Regions from separate parts of the Mus musculus genome. Here regions 1, 2 and 3 are each linked to region 4. Evidence: chromatin contacts called from public promoter capture Hi-C data. All regions are on one chromosome and are shown on one strand. Each heading gives the region's core, a stretch centred on a gene start, on an enhancer-like site or on the middle of the called end of the contact. The rest is flanking DNA. Distances are from core to core; before and after follow the strand shown.

Region 1 (2,822 bases), core at 119-2,618, 1.8 Mb before region 4:
ATACATGCTGTTCCAAAATTGCAATCTTGGTACTATAATTCTATGTTTGATCAAACCCCTCTTCCTTCCCTGCCTGCTTCATGGAAATGCTCTCTCTGTTTCTGAAAATTCCACAATTATGTATCTCAGATTAGCAAAATATTTCTATGCCACTCACATCACCTCTGCTTGGATTCTCAGGTGGCCTTCCCACTTGGGAATATCTGCCTCTGCTTTTTTACTATAATGAATTTGCTTTTGCTTAAGTCTCTTCTGTATCTCTCCTAGAATTCTTTCTCTAGTGAGACCAAGAGTCTTTGGGATCACCAGTTGTAGTTTGGTGATAAAATGAGTTAGACTGTAAACGCTTGAAAGGCTACATGCGACTGGACTAACTTTTAGCAAAACCAGCCAGTAATTCTCCTAAAATGCGTCTCCCTCCCCCCAAATCCCTATTATGTAAGCATTCAGCATCTACTTAGAAAATGTAGAGACTGGGAACTTAGAGAAATGTAGAGACTGTGATGGTCATATATTGCTTCTACAGTGCATTTAGTTCCTTGGATTGTATTAGAAGGGACTCTCAGAATGTGAAGGGTTTTTGTTTGTTTTCCTCATAAAGTTCAGGTCATACCAGACAAACCTTTATCACCAGATGGGTCTTTCATATTGCTGACAGTCCAGTAACTTTTCCTCTTAGTGAATCTTACCAAGTTTCATTAATACTTCATGATTCTTTTCATCTGCGTTATCTCATTTTAATTTCTGAAATGCTTCTATCGCTATTGAGGTCTTCTTACCTCAGTCTGGTATACAGAACTTCCAGTGGGTTTGGCAAGTTATGTTTATTATTCAACCAATGCTGCTTCTATAAAACAGGGTTCTGGTGAGTTTTAGGACAACTGTCTCGGGAAGAATGGGCTGAAAGGGTAGGATGACAATGCATACCACATCTGTATCCTCGCTCATCAGTTCAAACTTAACAACAATGCAGTTTTTTTAGGCTAGCTTTTCTAAATTTGCCAGTCGCACCAGGCTATCGTCAGATGTTTTGTTTCGAAGGTCAGAAACAACTTCAGAAGTACAAAGTGGAGAATAATGAAACTCAGGGAAATCGAAACTTGAGCCTAGAGCAGGTGGGCGGAACCATCTAGTAACCACGGGACTGTGACTCACTGGTTTCTGCCTTCAATAGGAATTAATTACTCGGTGCCATTATCAGAACCAAGCGGGGATTAGGGAGTCGGCCGGAGGGAACCAAGAGTCGGACCACTAAAACTGAGCTGAAACTTGCTAGCGTGTACGCCACCCGACGCCAACCCCCGCATGGGCGGGGCCGAGGGCGGCCGGGTGCTGACGTGGCGACGTTGGCGTCGCGGTCGGTGACGTATGGCCGGCGCCCGCCCCGCCCCTCCGTCGCTCGGCGCGGGTGTGTGGGTTTGTGGGTCAGTGCCAGCTGGGCAGCCCTCGCGCGCTAAGGCGTGACAGCGAGCGACCCCCGCCGGCCCGCGTGTGCTGCGGAGGAGGTCGGGGCGCAGCCCTCCGCTCCGCTCCGCCGGAGTGAGAAGAGGAAGCAAACCTCCAGGAGGCCGGAGGCGCGCGTGGCGGCGGGGCTGAGGTGAGCTAGGGAGAGGGAGGGCGCGGGTGGCGGAGCCCGAGTGTGCGGCGGGGCGGGGCTGGTCTCAGAGTCCGGAAGAGCGCGGGTGGACCGAGCTGTCATCCCTCGGCTGGGCGTCCCGGCTCACCTAAGTTTGTAGGTGGGGGTTGGGGTGAAAACTCCAGCGCGATTGCCCACGTGTAAGGACAGAATGGCCACAAGATGAAAAATTTTCTGTTCTAGGCTTAACCTGTTTTTCTCCTCCCTCTCCCCTTATTTATATTACACATTCCTAGCAACGTCGTTCTTCGCCTACATCTGTTGGGTTGGGTTTCCCCCACAACACAGAGGAGCGAGTGCTTTGGGTCCTGGAGTTCAGGGCAGTGGGTGAATTTAACAATCGGAGGACTCTAGAATGTATTTTTTTTTTTTTTTAAATAAAGAAGTGTCTATGCTAAGGGGGTAGATGAAGTGGTTCTTGGTAGGATGCTGTAATTTCCTTTACCTTTAAAAGAAAGAAGTTCAGTCTACTGAGTTTGATATGCATCACAAGTGCAGTCTAATTGCTACCTGTGGTGTGGTTTTTGTTGTTGTTGTTGTTGTTGTTGTTGTTGTTGTTCCTGGATAAAAATTAGAACAGTCAACTATATCTACCCCCTTTTCAGATTCATAAGCTGAAACGTTTGTTTTCTGAGTTTGATTGTTCTCAAATTCCGCTTCTGAGTCTAGGCTGGACGTGCTCTAGCTCATGTTTTGTATTTAGTTTTTCACGTCATGACGATTATAATACTGGTGTTGCGCCGGGCGTGATGGCGCACGCCTTTAATCCCAGCACTTGGGAGGCAGAGGCAGGCGGATTTCTGAGTTCGAGGCCAGCCTGGTCTAGGACAGCCAGGGCTACACTGCCTCAAAAAAAAAAAAAAAAAAAAACCTAAAAAAAAAAAAGGATTACTTTATTCTATGAAACCCACTGCATAAGTAAGCCATCCACAAAGATAATACTGTGTTGCATTAAAATATTCATAGAGATGTCAGTTAAGTGTAGCTTAGTGTTATTTACATGAGTGAATTAATTTTGCAAGACTTAGTTTTCTTGATCCTTGTTGAATAATTTTTTCTAAAAAACTTGGTTCATTCATTAATTCATTCATTTGTTCACTCTTCATTCATTCCCTAGCACTGTGGGAGGTGTAGGACATAGAAAGTCCCTGTTCTCACAGAACTTTGTATAGTTAACTAGCAAACA
Region 2 (3,055 bases), core at 287-2,786, 1.2 Mb after region 4:
TACCAGCCATGGTCATCTTGCCTACTACCACAGTGTGACTTTTACTCTGATGCACAAAAACAATGGTGACTGAACTGATGGACACCGATTGCCCAGCGTACTGACAATAAAAGTGGCTCTCTCCCCACTTTAATCTCCTTAAACATGGAAGGCCCTGCTTCATGATAACTAAAGGTCTTCGGACAAGGACAGATCATCCACAGCAATCCAGTTGAGTCTCAACCTGTCCAAGGAAGATTAATTAAATTCTGCACACTAGCAGAAACTTCACTTGCAGATTAATACTAAGACATAATTTTCACTCCGGATTTTATTGAATAGTTTAGTAGTTTCATTTATAAGGAAAAAGAAAAGAACCCAATGGTTTATGAGTAACACCTCCACAGTAAAAAGAATCAGTTCACATTCACAAAGGTGTTAGGTTTCCGTTTCCTGTTTCCTAGTCTACCCACAGTGGCTAAGTACCATAAACAAGCAACTTTTCCTCCAGTCAGCCTTGAAATGGTCTCACAGGCGTCACAGGCATGGAAGGTCTCCTCAGAATTGGTGTGCTGCACTTTTTCACTTATGAATGTTTGTTATAAATGCCTTGAAGAGCAAATGGCATGTTATCTGTGCTTTCTCCTTTCTCATATTCCACCAAAAATACATTTGTTGTCCTTTGGCCTTCAGACACTTCCATTTTCTCGACTTTTGACTTCTTTCTCTGTGCCCCCCCAACAACAGAAGCCTCGCTGTAACTGATCACGTTTTCCCCCTTTTATTTCTTTTTTTTTGTTTTGTTTTACATCTTTTCAGTTATTAAATGGGAAGAAATCCAACATGCAGCTGAAGATCGCATATTTTTTTTCTAGCCTGCGTGTGTGTGTGTAAAATCACCCCGCCCTCATTTTGTATCTATTTCACCGCACTGTCGTGGCCAAGAACTTGAATTCCAAAATGGCTTGCTCCTTTCGAGCTGACATGGGCTATAAAAATGCAATTTATTCCCACTGCAACCAGCCCTTCTCCCTATTCTCTACCATTACGATTGCGAGAAGCACAGACAGCTAGTTGGGCCTGACAAGGGCTGCAAAGCACACCTTATCTGCTAAATCCAGCAGAGCCAGCAAAGCCGCCGGCACTGGTGGGGGAAGCGTTAAAGGCTGGAAGAAAACCCGAAAAACCCCAAGGCCCATGCTGCGCACACACACGGGGCCGCCTCGCGCCCTCCTGCTTCCACCGCCGGCCCCGCCCACCCCACGGGTCCCGCCCCCTCCGTCCCGCCGCGGCCACGCCCGACGTGTGGCGCGGCCCCGCCGGGCGGGGGCGGGGCCTGCGTCGCCCCTCCCCCGCCGCCGGCGGCCTCCGCGCGGGCCTCCCAGCCCCTATTCCACTCACTTTGTTCTGCGCCTTTGTCCTGGTCCGCACCAGCAGGTGGAGCCGCAGTGAAAGTTTCCCGTCCGTTCTGCGAGCGGGAGCCCATCTTGCTCGCCGCCGCGGCCCTCGCTGGAGGAGGAGGGTCAGAGCTCGGGGGCAGCCAATCGCGGGCAACGCTGCTAGTTATCAGGGCAGAATGGGCTGTAGTTTAGTGAAATAGGAAAGCTGCAAAACACCGTGGAGTGCCGCCGTGTAAATAAAAAGGAAAAAAAAGTTTCTCAAGTCGCAGCTGCACGACGTCGGGCCGCGCCGCGCCGGGGCGGGGGTCTGCGCTCTCGGAGCGGCCGCGCGCGGGACTCGGTGGTGCCGCCAGCCCCGGCCCCATTGTTTGTGTTTTCTTCAAAATATGGCAAAGGTTCAGGTGAACAATGTAGTGGTGCTGGATAACCCGTCGCCTTTCTACAACCCGTTCCAGTTCGAGATCACCTTCGAGTGCATCGAGGACCTGTCTGAAGGTGAGCGAGTGGCGCCGGGCTGTCAGTTGCGGCGGCGGACGTTAAAGTTTCCCGGCCCGGCCTCGCGCGGGGTGGGCCGCGGCCGGCGGCCGGCGGGAGGGCGGCCATGCGAGGGAAACTTGAAGTTGAGGGACGCCGGCCGCGCCGCAACTTGCGAGCAACTTGCCGGGCGGAGGGAGCCATGTTGTCAGCTTTGTCTGCGGCGGGCGGCGCTCGGCGGCCCCCGGCTCGCGCGGCGCTGGCGGGGGGTCGTGCGGCCTCGGCGGCCCCAGGGCCCCACGGCCCGGTGGGGAGCAAGCTGGGCCGGTGGGAAGCGGAGCCATCTTACCCGGCGGCACGACGCCTGCTCCGGACCGCCGGGGGCGAGCGGGCCCGCGCCTTCCCGCCCGAGCCCCGCCGAGGCTGTCCTCGCGCCGCTCTCCGGCTCCCTCCACCAACCAGCGCGGAAGGCGGGCGCTGGGCTCGGCCCCTCGGCGCCTGGCTCCCGGGGGGCGGCCGTGCTCTCCGCGGGCGCCCGGGATGCTGTGCGCCGCCTCTCCCCGGGGACAGAGACCTCTCGGAGAGAAATGGTGAGGGGCTGGGAAGTTCCATGGCACCCTAGAGCAGAAGCAGGGTGCTTAACCAATTCCAGGCACTTCTCTGGCGTTTAGAAAGTCTGAAAGACTTTCTCCAGAACGTGTGAAGAAGAAGCAATTAAAATAACTCCACGTCCAAGCAGATGGAGAAAATGCAAACGTTAGCTGGGAGATAGAAGGCAAAATCCTTTCTGAAGTACATTTTACGGTTTAAAAAATGCGAAATAGTGAGGTAATACAGAACTTAGAAAGCTAAAATATGGCTTCTTAACGCTTTTCTTAGATTTTATTAAAATCAATGCTTCATTTTCAACATTTGAAACAAAAAGTTTAACTTCATTGGTGTTAAATTTTAGTTAACTAGGAGGACATCTTGGGACTTGAAAGTATTTCGACAAAATGCCTTGTATTATCCTAATCATGACGAAAAGAATTTCTCTTTTAATTTAAAAGTTTATAATCTCTTCAATGTACTTCATGTAGAATGTTAACTTTAATTATAAAAACCATTGCAATAAACCTTTAAAAATTGTAAAAAGGAAGTCACAGCCCCTTCTCTTCACTCCTTTGGCTAACCATCACTTAAAACGTACCCTGCTGTTTTTA
Region 3 (2,859 bases), core at 242-2,741, 1.2 Mb after region 4:
GTACCAGAGAAGAAACCATGAACTGCCCTGGAGATTCCATACTAGCTCTAAGCACCTTAGCAAAGGTGTGGTTTATATTGGACTTATTTTATTTATGTAACATATATCATCCTCTATAAATACTATGACTAAAGAAGACTAGATATAGTTCAGTTAAAGTTCAGTTTGGCATCCCTGAGGTGGATCACACTGGCTACTGATTCTGCCCTCTCTGAACACCTGCTCAGCTGGGAGGTATAAAGTATAAAGTTGCATCACACTTAAGCCAAGAACACTGACAAGTACAGGAGGCTGGTATGAGATTAAGAGAGTATTTTTCAGAGAATCAGTCAAAGTAAGCCAACACTAAAATACTAAGCGACTTGGTTTTGGTTAGGTAATAGCATAATCAATCAGCCAAGAGTAAAAAAAGAGATTATTTGGGAAAGGGATCATAGTATTTCATGATGTGGATCTTAGCTGGGAAAAAAAAATCACAGCACTACCCTCAAGAGTGACCAAAGGAATATCTTTACGATTTTACAAATACAAAGTGAATGTAGAGCAGAAATCCGAAACAACAATTAACAACATACCCAACTCCAACAGCGCAGAAAGAGGGCGGGCAAAGAATTTTAAGTTCCTAACAGGGGCAGGTTAAATGTTTGCCTAGTTAAACCGGTAAATTACAGTGTTAAACAGACCGATATTTTTTAAACACAGCTTTCTTCTTCTTTTTTTTTTTTTCCAACATCCGTGCAATTAGACAAGTTTATCAACCTATAAACTCAGGCATCCCGTTACAAACTTAAGCCATTTACTGTCTAGGGGAGGGGGGACGATGGTTGTACAACTATCAAATTCTCTCTCCTCTTGCCTCTGGCATCCAAACAAATAAAATGGCTTTGCTTTATTTCATACTATCCACTGCAAGGTGGCGCCAAAAAGAGCAGTTTGGGGATAGAGCCTTGTCCCTCACCTAGGCTCGCGTAGCCCCGCCCCTCGGGAGCTGTGGCCACGCCCCGCGCGTCTCAATCCCGCGTTGCGCGCCATTCGCGGGTGCGCGCTCATTGCGCGCCTCCAGGCCGCCTGGCGAGCGAGAGCCTAGCGGAGGGATGCTTTGGAAAGCATTTGGAAATTCGCTTCTAATCCACAGGTGGTTGGCTGTGGCCTCCCAGCCCTGCGGGGAGTTTAGAAATTAAAGGATGCGGACGAGACCTGACGCTAACCACGGGAGGGAAACGATCCCCCGGGACCTCACGCTGCGGTGGTCACTTACGGGCTCAACACGCACTGTCTTGGTCGCCGGGACCGCGCTGCGGCCGTGGTCGCCCCAGCCCGACCCGCGCGGCGTTGGAGGGGGCGGGGCGTGCGCGCGGCCGCTCGAGGGGGCCGCCTTGCGCGGGGGCGCGCAGGCTTCTTCGCGCTGCTCTCGCTCGGCCTCTGAAGGACTTGAGCTTCCCGCGGACCCCGAGCCGCGCACTGCCTCAACTTTCCGGCCGCTGGGGCTTCTTCCGGGTGCGGACGCAGGCGGGCGCGCGCCAGGACGGACGCTGGAGTCTGCGAGCGGGAGGCGGGAGCAGGGAGAGAGGCGGGACTCGGGGAGCTGGAGGCGGGGTTTGGGCCGGACAAGACGTCTGAGGGGCGGGTCTCGGAGGCATGGGGCGGGGTTTGAGCGGGACACCGGCTTCGAGGGCGGGTTTAGGGTGAAGTGGATAATTCAGGCTGGCAGGAATTCCGCGGATTGGTGATGGGCGAACGCGGGGTGGAGACTAGGGCGGAGAGAAGGGGAACCCTGGTGACGTATTAGGGCGGGATGTGGGCGATCTGGGACTCGACTTTGGTTTGCACCTTCAGATATCTTAGAACACAAGTGATTTTGTTGTTTTTTTTTTGTTTTTGTTTTTTTTTTTTTTTTGGGTTGGCGATGTATTTAAGGAATCTGCCTACTTCCACGTCACAATATTTTCCATTTCGTGTAGTTCTCTGATCCATTTCGAGCTAAATTTTATAAGTGGTGTTACGGTTTTGTGAAGTCACTTCTACTTTAAATCCTCTGACTGCACATCTACCTATCAGCAATTTTTATTAAATCAAATCAGGCAGCTGAGGGCAAAATTGGATATAAAAAATTCATTATCTGGCCGGGCGTGGTGGTGCACGCCTTTAATCCCAGCACTTGGGAGGCAGAGGCAGGCAGATTTCTGAGTTCGAGGCCAGCCTGGTCTACAGAGTGAGTTCCAGGACAGCCAGGGCTACACAGAGAAACCCTGTCTCGAAAAAACAAAAACAAAAAAGAAATTCATTATCTTGACCCCAACTCAGCTTCAGCAAGAGAGTCATGTCAGCACGTGCTGCCACCGTTCATGTTCCCTGATCTCAAAATGTCCCTAGCTCAACTAATAAGTGTTTTTCTGAACTTCAAATTGTTCCTGAAGACTTTCTACATTAGAGCCTAAGGGTGTTACTTCCTAGGGCCAGGCCCTCTTTTTACATCAGTTAAGGATACAATGTCTCAAAGACATTCCTACTGGTCAATCTGATACAGGCAGTTCCTTAATTCAGACTCCCTTCTCAGCTAGGCATGGTGGCAAAGGCCTTTAATTCTGGCAGGTTGATCTCAGTGAGTTTAAGGCCAGCCTGATCTACAAAGTGAGTTCCAGGACAGCCAGATACATTTCAACAAAACAAAACAAACAAGCAAAAAAAAAAAAAATCTCTTTTCTGAGGTAATTCTTGGTTAAGGCAAGTTGACATTTGAAATTAAGCAGTACACCTGTATGATACATTGGTTCAATCTTAATGATTTTATGTCCCTATAAAAACTTCACACATTGGAGCACTATTAGTACATTGGACCACGGAAGGGGAGAAACTGGA
Region 4 (2,894 bases), core at 316-2,815:
GTTTTTCATGGCTAACTAATATGAAAGACTGTTGAGCACTAAGCAAGGACAGGAAACCAATCTAGCATACACATGAATCTGTACACAACAGGCCCTATCATTATTACAGTTAACAGTAAAGAGGAGCTCTTAAGAAAGCTAAGGCACAAAGAACTTCACACATAACAAAGTATCTCTCTTTTTTTTTAATCCTTTTTAAAATCAAAGAGCTACTCTCTACTGAAATTGTCTATTTTTAAAAGGTTTCCCATATAATGTTAGTACACCATAATTTCTAAATCTTGTAATACTGGCCTAGTTGAATTTTCCACACAAAATGGGAGGTTTGGAATTCCTGTTTGCAATCACACTCCCCTTGCTCTGATTAGAGACCTAAGCAAAGGATTGTCTTTACATAGTCTCAAAGGTCTGAAATTAGGGAAAATACTGTAAAATACAAAGACATACCATCTCACTCAATACTAGAAGTTATTTGAATATTGACAGCTCTAAAGACATAGCTGCCCGTAATATCTGCCAAGTGTGAATGTAAACTGAGAAGGTAGATAGGAACATATATATTCCATTACATTTCCCCAAGAGCTTTGATCGGATTCCCCTAAGTTCATGCATGTCTCTGTGTACAGACACGGACGTTGATCTGGGCTATTGGATGAAAATAATCAGAGCTGCATCTGTCTGAAAATACATCATCTAGCTTGTCATTATCAAAGCAGAAGAGGAGAGTTGAGGTATTCCCCGACAGAAGATCTTGGTAATAACACCTACAAGGCAGGTAGTGTGATTAGCTCCTGTCCCCACCGCATGAGATGCTGGGAGGTGGATGACAGGACGTCTGGAGACCCACACATCAGTCTGCATCCTTTTCCTCCCCCACCCGCTCCGCACTCCTTTGCTTCACTCACGTATAAAACGCACTCTCCATCGCATTCGAAGCTGAGGTGTCCAGTGGGTAGGTTTTTAAGGATCATTTTCCTAGTGCTTTAAATGGGATCTAACGACCTCGGACAGCCTGGGGTTGAATGCTATTGCTGCCAGCCCCCGAGGCTCACCTCAAGCTTGTGGTTGATCTGGGACACAGTCTGGGCTTTGTGGCATAGCTGCGCAAAGCAGGAGCTAAGGCTGGTCATCTTCTGACGCCCCTCATAAGTGATGTCCGCCTGGTCCGGATCGATCTCGCCCAAAAGCAGATCCACATCCACGAAGGCCTTGTCGAACTCCTTCTCCAGCACCTCAAGCCATCGGAACATGGACACCCCGCCAGGGGAGACCCCCACAGGGCAGGAGGAGCCCCCTGGGCCGCCGCCGGCTCCCGCCGGGCATGGGCCACCCGCCGACATGGCGCCGTCCAGGGCCTCGCCGACTGCTGCTCACTCTGGCCGCCCGCCCCGCGCGAGGGGAACTGCTAGCACCGCGGCGCCCCCCGCGCGCGCGCACACACAGACACACACGCACACACACACAGACACACACCCGCCGGTCCCCTCCCTTCCCTCGCGCCGCCAACGCCGGCAGCGCAGCTCCAGAGCAGCAAAGGAAGCGGGGCTGAAGCAGCGACAGCGACACGGAAGACCCGCCCCGCCCGCAAGCCGGCCCGCCCCCGCCGCGCGTGCGTAGCGGAGCCCAGAGCAGGCGCAGCCCAGAGGGAGAAAGTGGGCGGGGCCGTACGAGAGCTTAGCCAATGAAAAGCCTTCGCCTCCACAAGCCTGTCTGCGACCATTTTGACGACCGGCAAAACCCTGAGAAGCAAAGGGTTGAGGTGGCCCCTTGCAAGTGGGGAAGACCGGAGGAAGGGAAGGGAAAGATTCCACGTCGCAGAGGGGACCGGCTTCCGCCAGTTTGGCTTCACAGTGGGCCTGGAACCGGTCCACAGACGTCTAGCAAAGTTGCTACTGGGGTGTCAAGGGGCTCGGGTGGGAGCGGGGAGGGCCGTGTGTGCATGCGCAATAGCCACGTTTTCTCTTCCGATTTCCAGCTCTTAGGGCGGGAGGGTGGGGACACTGGCTAATGTTGCTAAACCTGACGGTGCATTCCAGCCAGAAGCTGCCTATGGAAGCTACTGAGCAAGTTTTGTTGAATCAATGGTTCCTCCTTCTATGATTGACAAGCTGGGGTTCTAGGCCAATGTATTATTACATACTAGCTGCCCCACCTCAGTGGTGTTACCTTGCTTGGGTAACAAGGTTTCCAAAGTTTACTTCACTTGGCAATTAAGGTAAAGTGAAAGTGTTATCACTTGGTACATAGCACTCATCTTACTGCATCACAGATCGTATATTTCTAAAGCAACCACTTGGGATGCTGTAATCATCTTATAAACTAGTATTGTGCTCGTTCCCATGTTATTTTCATATGTTCATAAACATTGAATACATATCCCGATTGAGGCACTGAGGACATAAAATCTAATGAAACGACCTCATCCAAGCCGAACTAGTAAGACAGTGAGGCTCTCACGACTTTTAATTCCAGTGTTGCGTGCATTTGAGAGCATTTATCAAGAGCTTTCTTTGTGTCCTGCCTCTCATCTCTTCCACTTCTCCAACTCCACCCCTGTCTAAACCAACAGTAGACTGTCCGGAAGGGAAAGGAGAAGCCAGACTAATTAGAGTAGGCAGGTAGGAATTGTGCTTCCTGACTCGCCTACGGGAGTATGTGGAAAATTAGTCCATAATCTTTCGGAAGTTGTTCTTGGGACGGACCTTTCTAATAAATCATCAACCAAAGTCTGCATGGCATTGTGTGCCTCTCATCAAAGCAGTACCAATAAGAATTAAGAAATAACAGATTTAGTTTGCACTCTGGTTACTCCAATGCATGACTGCTTACCATCAAGCAAAAGCTATTATGACTTCAGCAAACTTAGACAAGTAAAACTAACCATGCAACTCTTC

The links. Promoter capture Hi-C pulls out the DNA fragments that hold promoters and counts their contacts. Capture Hi-C pulls out chosen DNA fragments and counts their contacts.
Region 1: a promoter capture Hi-C map of pre-B cells shows a contact between it and region 4. The contact joins the promoter of Ascc3 here to the promoter of Gopc in region 4. A contact is called at or near these places in 7 of 39 promoter capture datasets (3T3-L1-derived adipocytes, the HPC-7 cell line, hippocampal neurons and 3 more), 7 of 484 Hi-C or Micro-C datasets (CD4 T cells, CD8 T cells, LSK cells and 3 more), 3 of 115 datasets of contacts at active chromatin or transcription factors (astrocytes, large pre-B cells and pro-B cells) and 2 of 9 other capture datasets (adipose tissue and liver).
Region 2: a promoter capture Hi-C map of liver shows a contact between it and region 4, with 4 times the contacts expected there. The contact joins the promoter of Asf1a here to the promoter of Gopc in region 4. A contact is called at or near these places in 3 of 39 promoter capture datasets (hippocampal neurons, liver and pre-B cells), 4 of 484 Hi-C or Micro-C datasets (B cells, CD4 T cells and embryonic stem cells), 5 of 115 datasets of contacts at active chromatin or transcription factors (the NIH/3T3 cell line, embryonic forebrain, forebrain and 2 more) and 2 of 9 other capture datasets (adipose tissue and liver).
Region 3: a promoter capture Hi-C map of liver shows a contact between it and region 4, with 6 times the contacts expected there. The contact joins the promoter of Mcm9 here to the promoter of Gopc in region 4. A contact is called at or near these places in 2 of 39 promoter capture datasets (hippocampal neurons and pre-B cells), 1 of 484 Hi-C or Micro-C datasets (CD4 T cells), 2 of 115 datasets of contacts at active chromatin or transcription factors (astrocytes and thymic regulatory T cells) and 2 of 9 other capture datasets (adipose tissue and liver).

Annotation. Positions count from the first base shown.
Region 1 is chr10:50,591,301-50,594,122 of GRCm38.p6, forward strand. Ascc3 (activating signal cointegrator 1 complex subunit 3) reads left to right here and starts at 1,369. Exons shown (of 42, transcript NM_198007.2): 1 at 1,369-1,597.
Region 2 is chr10:53,595,425-53,598,479 of GRCm38.p6, forward strand. It overlaps Asf1a (anti-silencing function 1A histone chaperone), which reads left to right and starts at 1,537. Exons shown (of 4, transcript NM_025541.3): 1 at 1,537-1,874. The coding sequence starts at 1,766. All of the region lies in intron 7 of Mcm9 (minichromosome maintenance 9 homologous recombination repair factor), which reads right to left.
Region 3 is chr10:53,628,466-53,631,324 of GRCm38.p6, forward strand. It overlaps Mcm9 (minichromosome maintenance 9 homologous recombination repair factor), which reads right to left and starts at 1,492. Exons shown (of 13, transcript NM_027830.3): 1 at 1,259-1,492.
Region 4 is chr10:52,380,559-52,383,452 of GRCm38.p6, forward strand. It overlaps Gopc (golgi associated PDZ and coiled-coil motif containing), which reads right to left and starts at 1,566. Exons shown (of 9, transcript NM_001199272.1): 1 at 1,053-1,566. The coding sequence starts at 1,340.